2 separate regions of the Danio rerio genome follow, and region 1 is linked to region 2. Evidence: chromatin contacts called from public Micro-C data. All regions are on one chromosome and are shown on one strand. The core of a region is the stretch at or near the end of the contact, and the rest is flanking DNA. Distances in the headings are between cores, read along the strand shown. Region 1 holds the start of LOC141379056. Region 2 holds the start of clic1 (chloride intracellular channel 1).

Evidence for each region. Hi-C and Micro-C count contacts between places; a contact is called where the count stands out from the background.
Region 1: a contact with region 2 is called in a Micro-C map of caudal fin, with 9 times the contacts expected there. The contact joins the promoter of LOC141379056 here to the promoter of clic1 in region 2. A contact is called at or near these places in 2 of 18 Hi-C or Micro-C datasets (caudal fin and hematopoietic stem cells) and 3 of 4 datasets of contacts at active chromatin or transcription factors (caudal fin, embryo and gastrula embryo).

What each region holds. Positions count from the first base shown.
Region 1 is chr19:21,151,295-21,155,196 of GRCz12tu, forward strand. It overlaps LOC141379056, which reads right to left and starts at 2,395. Exons shown (of 2, transcript XM_073931631.1): 1 at 2,262-2,395. slc39a7 (solute carrier family 39 member 7) reads left to right here and starts at 2,466. Exons shown (of 8, transcript NM_130931.3): 1 at 2,466-2,649; 2 at 3,709-3,902. The coding sequence starts at 3,714.
Region 2 is chr19:21,008,614-21,012,696 of GRCz12tu, forward strand. It overlaps clic1 (chloride intracellular channel 1), which reads left to right and starts at 1,423. Exons shown (of 6, transcript NM_212682.1): 1 at 1,423-1,746; 2 at 2,971-3,080; 3 at 3,192-3,317. The coding sequence starts at 1,708. The region is part of intron 2 of LOC141379059 (a long non-coding RNA gene); the gene reads right to left.

The DNA.
Region 1 (3,902 bases), core at 1,145-3,644, 140 kb after region 2:
TGGAATGCACACAACATTATGGGTGACATATCAGAGATCAAAAGAGAACCAATTGTTGATGTACGCCTGGCGCATCAAGAGCCATGACATCCAGGGTATTGTCAGCAAACCACCAAGAAGGATGAACCGCATCCAGCAGGTGGACACAAAAGGAAGCTGTGTTAAAAAGATGTCCGCATGGGACCCAAATTGTATGCAAAATACATAAAACCATAGCTGCCCAACTCACTTCAGAATTTAATCTGCACCTTAACTGTCCTGTTTTCACCAAAACTGTTAATTGGGAGCTTAACAGGGTAAATATTAATGGGTGGGCTGCTTTAGCTAAACCTTTGGTTTCTCATGCCAAAGATGCCAGCAGCAGAAATCTTGGGCTGTGGACAATGTGAAACATACATTGTTCTCTGATGAGACACAAGAGCGTGCATGGCCAGAGCACAACCGAGACCACGCTCATTACAAAAACAAAGACATGGAAAAAGACAGGAAATATAAACTTAAACAGAGCACGTCATTTATGACAAGACACGACTAGTGTCTGGAATCTGCCACTAAAACAAAAATAAACAAGATCGAAGTGACAGAGTCCCCTAACGGGATGGATCAGTGATGATTTGGGCTGCAATATCATGGCATTGCCCTGGGCCCAATACTACAATGCTAGATGGGCACATCACTACCAAGGACAACTGAACCATTCTGGAGGACCATGTGCACTCAATGATTAAGCATGGTATGCTAAAGGCAGCGCAATGTATCAGGATGGTAATGCACCAATACACACAGCAAGACTGGTTAATACCTATCAGGATGCAGACTTGGATTTGCATACTGAGACTACATATTTCAGAAATGCAATATTAAACACAATGCACTTAATGGAGCTAGTGGAGTCACTGTGAGGGGTGGGGTTAAGTATGAGCATTAATAACACTGTATGCAGCTCACCTTGTAAGTGCACCAAGTCTGCATCCAGACCCCTCTCAGACTGGTGACAGAGTGGTTTGATGAACATGAAAGTGAAGTTTAAGAGCTTCCATGTCCCTCCCAGTCACCGGCTTTAAATATCATTGAGCCACTTTGGGGCGTTTTAATTATTATTTTTTTAATCAGTTAACATTTTAATCTGTCAAATGACATGCTACAGCATGCCTCTACCAGTGGGGCATGTTGTCACATTTCACTTCCATTCTTTTAGCGTAAATAAGGAAATAATTAGGGTAAAAGGTATTCTGTAAATATGAAACAAAACTAGACAAGAGTAAAATGAATTAGGACGAGAAAGATTTAATTCTGATCCCATATGTATATAAACTGAGCAAGTCAAAAGGTTTTCAGCTTTGTTCTGCTCTTTCTTACTTGCTTCCCAGATCCTACATTTTTGCATTAATAAATATAGACACAAATGAGACTAGGTTTTCAGAAAAGAGTAGTCAGAATATGTGGACTTCTGTTTACTGTCATGCAGTTATCTCTTATTGCGAATTATAAAAATGTATTTCAAAAACCACTATTATTATAAATTCTTTCTTTGTTTAAATGTTTATCACATAATTTAATATTTTTAAAAGATATGATAGTAGAAGACATAAAAACATAGAGAGCAGAGAAGGGAATAGAACAGGACTAAAAGGGGTCCTTCAGTTTCCCAGTACTGGGTTGCGGCTTAAAGGGCATCCGCTGCGTTAAACATTAGCTAGAATAGTTGGTGGTTCATTCCGCTGTGGCAACCCCTGATAAATAAGGGACTTAGTTAAAGGAAAATAAATGAATGAACGGTTATACATCTTATGTCAAATGCAATGTCTTGTGCTGAATGTGACTTCACACAATTGAGGCCAATGTGACATAAAGTGGCACAATTATGAGAAAGCTAAGAGACCATTTAAATTAAACTAAACAAAAAGGCAATTACAAAAAAGTTCCAGTTGTGGGGTATAGAGTCATAATGACAAGATTTAAGGTCATTGTTTCATGACTTTTTTTAATTACAACTCATGTTTTAATAACTCTCAGATAAAATACAGAACGAAAGCAAGTACAATCAAGACAGTAATTACATGACAGTAAGTAATGAATAAGTAATTGTGAAAAATTTTTCATTGAAAATTTCTCTAAATGTTAAGCTAGTGTCGTGCAAGTCCCCTTGCGCCCTCTGCAGGAATACTATGATTAAAGAGGAAAAGTGCATGCAAACATTTGTCTCTGGTGGATGAATTGCTGTTAGTATCAGCATATTCAGATTATTACATTAGACTTACCCGTCTACTCATGCAGCCTACAACAATGAGTGATACGTGTAAAACAATACGGATAATAAATAGTTTTTTTTTAAATGGTTCAGATTATGTGTGAGGTACACTTTTCGCATCCGGCTTGACGTGACTGGAATCTCGCGTTATTTCGTTGTTTTGTATCTTTTCGAACACACCTCCAAAGTATCGCGGGAATCAAATGTGTTGACTGAATGCCACGTCGGTTTGAGTGTGAGCAGCATCTTAACTGCTTTCACTCTTTACCAGAATAAGCTAATTTATATTAGTTTTCGCAGCTTATACCGTTGCTAGACGTGGATGCGGTTAGCAGATTGCTAACTTATTCAGTGCACGGTACTGGCGCGTGCTTTGGTTTTTTCGGCATCACTAGCAGGTATTTGCACGATGAGCATTGAGCTTTGTGAGACTGATCGTTTGTTTACTGTAACCTTACTGTCGCTGGTCTGTTCACTTCAGGTAGTTCTAACAGTTATTTGTTAAGGCTGCAGATTACTGTTAATTCTTTGCGAGAGCACAGATTCACCGTGATGAGGTCTGGATCACAGTTCATCTTTAACGTTTGAATGAAGTCGATGCATCATCAACAGATGCTTTTGTTATCTTTAACATTATCTTTGACTTGATTACTGTATATCTAGTGGTTTAAGATAGGCTCTGCAAATTTAATAAAATTCGTCGATACTCCAAATATACGTTGTTTTGGAAAAGCTGAGAATATCAGAATATAAGTTAAATCAATTTGACATCCTTAATACGTCATGACTATCTTCGTTGTGATCTGCTATTTTAAAACATTTATCTAAATGGGAACCGCTTTTAAACGCTTAACCGAAAGTATAGGCTTCTTGCATTAATTAAAATCCCTTCCCTTGTGGGATCCCTTCCTACTGTTAGCATTCTGTTACAAAGCGGAGCTAACTGTAGGAAGTGACTCGTGTGATTTCAGGATACTGTCTGCAATTTTACTAGCTCAATGTACGAGTTGTGGTGTAGAGTTTTCTGCAGTATGTCAGCTGCGGTATTTTTATCTTACACTAGCGTTCATGCAGTTTACATTTAACTTGTATTTTTTATCATAGTTATTCAATTGAAGTTAGTTTTGTGTGTATGATGCTTTTGACCATATACATCACATTTACCTCTAGATCGTTTCAAAAATTATCCAAAACTGCTCTAACATGGAGACATGTAGAACTAGTCAAGGCTAAGAAATGCTTAATCATACTTCAACATTAAAAGCAATGATTTCCAGTTCTGGCTCGTTAAAATAGTTTACTTGCATTCTTTCATACCTGTCAGTTGTAACCTAAAGACTGTCAAGTAACTACCCAGAACAAATAACTACTTGCAATAAAAAGTGAATTAATTGTAATGCAACTGAATATTCGGTGTGGCTTGTGTGAGTTCAAAAACATTGTTTTTTTCTGTTTAGGAACAATGAGGGTCTTTAGCAAATCGCTATTGCTGATTGCTGTTGGCATTTTAATGTCCCAGCAGACACTGGCTCACTCCCACCATCATCATGGACATGGTGATGGTGGATGCCATGGTCACTCACATGGTGGAGCGAAGATGCATCACGGGGCAAGCAAATGGAGTGCTGAAGCTAATCTGCCTCATGCTGAA
Region 2 (4,083 bases), core at 173-2,672:
ACACATGCCGACTCTCATTCTGCTCTGACACATTAAACCAAAGGTGCCCAAAATAAGTAATGGAGGGCCAATGTCCTGCAGAGTTTAGCTCAAACTTGCCTAAACACAAATGTTTCTATGTTTATAATGGTTTTTAACTCAAGGCCTCGGGCCCTGCAGGAAACCAGTCTTCCAGGACAATTTTTGGGCACCCCAAAAAAAGTTTGGGACAATCAGGATTTTGAAAAGAAATTGAAGAGAGATTTTCTCACATAAGCACTGCAGTTGTACAGGGTAAGCCACTTGAGCAGCTTTCCCATACCTAAAGCTAGAAGACCTGTCTGCGTGATTACATCAGTACACTTAGAGAACTGAGGCTGGTTTAATAACTATATTTATAGCTTTCATCTTCAAGCCAGAGATTGTGAAGCAACAATGTCCAAGCATTTTTCCCCTCCTGCTTTAAAATGAGCGGTGATAATGCTGCCAAGCAGATCACACAACAGGCATATGCACCAGCAGAGTTTCAGTTTTTATGCACTTTTTAGTAGGTAACAATTTGAAAAGAGAAAGTTTGAAAGCAAAATACTCACATTTTCAATCAGTTGCTAGCACTTTATTTGAAATCTAATCACTTTTCAAAACTTTAGATTAAAATATATCAAAATTAAAGCATTTTTGAGGATTTCCAGATCCGGTTCCCACACTGAAGATTTGTGATTCTCTAAGAAAAACTATTTTACTATATATAAAATGGCTTATTTCGGTGAGAAGTTTGCATTGTTGTACCTATAAAATAATAATCTCGAAATATTGTGATGTTAACTTGAGTCTGCGACCATAGGCGTCTATTAAAATACATTTTAAAAAAACATAGTTTAATTTTAACTTATACTATATGTTGATTAAAAAACACATATTTTTATCTATTTTCATAAATAAGTTACAAAATTTAGTTGTCTTAAATTTCAGATGTTCAATATTCAAGTTAAGAAAATGAAATTAAGAAATTAAAATTCAAAAATAATTTTAAAAGCATGTAGCCTAATATTCAGTTTTTATAAATTTCAATTGTTAATATTTAAAATGAACACAATTCTTTATTTTATTTATTTTATTAGATTTTATTAGGTTGGTAGTAATAGGGTTTTCATATACAATAATTACAATGTCAGTGTTCCAGTTTTACCACTAGGTGTCAGAATGCATGTTGTAAAATCCATACTTTCCCTTTAAATAAGAACCACTTGAAAAGGAATATTTTAATTAAAACTAAAAACGTTAAAATGTACAAACTGCAAACAATAACGTTTTATTTGTTTAGCCCTTTCAGTAGTTATGGTTACTAAAAGTTAGTGGAAGTTCAGGCTCGTCGAAATCAGGAAATGAGAGAGAGCGAGAGAGAGGAAGTAGGTTAATCTTGCTCTAGGCGTTATCGATGAATTTCGATACTGAATAAGTAATTTAAATTATTTATACAACATACATTACACTAGAATTGGACACTTTCTGGCGTTCATAGATACTTTGCTCTACATTTAACAACCACTGTCAGATTCGGAGTTCAAGGGAGTGAAGTTTCAAATTGACCACGACATAGAGGAAGTGAGCTCGGTGATAAAGCGGCAGGAGTACAATATATAAGTTTGAGTTAGAATCTCAGTATCGTAAAGCGATATAAATATTCGTATTTTGTTTGAAGTTTGGTTTAACAGTTTGAACTCCAGCATGAGTGAGGAGAGACCTGAGGTTGAGCTCTTCGTGAAGGTGAGTTTACCCGCAAGCCATTATTGATACATTTATAAGGACTAGAGTTTCAACTGACAGGCAGACAACGCATGGATCTTTACATTATGAAATAACAAAAAATAAATAAATAAATAAAAATCCAAAAGGAATAGATATTATTCTTATTTCTATTTTAGAAAACAAGTAGTATTCTGCATCACAATAAAATTTGCAGTGTTATTATTATTATCTATTGTTCTTAGTGTTGCTGTGATTCTAGGTTGTAATTAGCATTACTGTGCGTTATATGCACTACACAGACATGCCACATGCTACCAGTACAGCATCAATACTTCCTGTAATGTACTGGAGTGATATAGCACAATCCTTTTGAATTCTTTTTTCAGTGAGTGTTTTTTTAACCCATCTGTATGTATGTAGTTCAGAGATGCTTAATTTAGTTTTTCCTGTTTCACTGGAAGCAAGTTGAGATTTAAATACTAATATATTATAGCCTAAATATATAATAGTACAACATAGAAAAACTTTACACAGACGTGCATCTGTTGGCGTTTTTTGCTAATTTATCTTGTAGAGCATTTATGAGATCAGACACTGCTGTTGGCTTGGCTCAAAATTTCTGCTCCTGTTCAAAACATATATTATGGGGTTTAAGTCAGGGCTCTGTGTGGGCCAGGTACATTTTTATACACCATTACTAATCCTGTCATTTCTTCGTGAACTTTTATTTGCGCTGAGGCAGTCAGGCTTACCCAAACAAAAACGTGATGCATGCATGCTGTTTTTTGTTTGAGTGCATGAAATAAACTCCCTTGTATTGTCATTTTGCATAGTCACTCTTTTGTTTTGCTGGTATACAAAATTGACTATCAATGTTCTTTAAGAATAAATTACTTCCTGTCACAAAGGACACTTGACCTAATCATCTTGCATTTGGGTACAATATGATTCCTTGTATGTACAGATGTTAAAAAAGTTTCTTTTTGTGATTAAGTGCAAGGATAACAAGGGGCTACACCATGGGTGCTCATCCATACTCCTGGATATACCATCTTGCAGAGTTTAGCTCCAAACATAACTAAACCAACTAAGAAGTATCTAAAGGATCACTTGGTAATTAAAGACAGGTGTTTTTGATCAATGTTACAGATAAACTCTGCAGGAAGGTTGATCTTCAGGAATAGAGCTGAACCCCCCTGGTCTATACACAGTCATTCTCTGAATTTGTGTATTTGTTTATAGGCAGGAAGTGATGGTCAGAGTATTGGAAACTGCCCGTTTTCTCAGCGGCTTTTCATGGTCTTGTGGCTAAAAGGCGTAACTTTTAATGTGACCACAGTTGACATGAAGAGGTTGGTTTTTCTGTTGCATTGTGTATCTTGAGCAGTGCACCTTTTTAATTGAAATGATTAACATAGAAATTTCCACCCTGCCAACTTCCTCTTTCTCTGTTTTGTGAGCAGGAAACCAGAAATTCTAAAAGATCTGGCCCCTGGTGCTCAGCCTCCTTTCTTGCTATATGGTACAGAGGTGAAGACAGACACCAACAAAATAGAAGAGTTCTTGGAAGAAACACTCTGTCCTCCTAAGTAACTTACTTCATTATTGCATGCTTCATTTCCTTTCATTGTGTTGCTAGATATCATCACTGTGCTTGTATTTGTATACTTATTATAACTGTATGGATACAAATCCTGATGTTGAACTTGTAATCATACTGTAACATGTATTTAAGTGTTTTTTCTTAAATGTGGGTAAAGTAATTATGAAATCAGAATACAAATACAAATTACAGTATGTAATTTTCAATCTTTAATTTTATAAATCAGGGATGTCAAACACAGATCACGAAGGGCCACAGCTCTACACAGTTTAGTTCCATTCCTGTTTCAACACACTTGCCTGTAGGTTTCAAACAAGCCTGAAGGACTCAATAAGTATGATCAATTGTGTTTGATTAGATTTGGAACTAAACTGTGCGGAGCTGCAGCCCTCCAGGAACTAAGTTTGGCACCACTGGTATGAAGCCATTTTGTCTATCAGAAGAATTAAATTTTGATTGGCCCTCAGTCTTCATTAGAACAGAAATGGTTTGATAAACTAAAAGTTGCTCATGTTAGTCACTCTGTTTTTCCAAATCCTGAAGTTCACTTAATCTTGGATCTGGCCTGTATTAAGACTAGGTAGTTTTTGTGGTCATTGATGAGTCTTGAACACCTTGATTATTTGGATCAGCTGTGTTTGATTAGGGTTGGAGCAAAACTGCAGAGCTGCGGTCCTCCAGGAATTGACTTTGACACATACACATAAGGACACATGAAATGTGGCCTTCAAATGACCGGTTGCTATAAAATA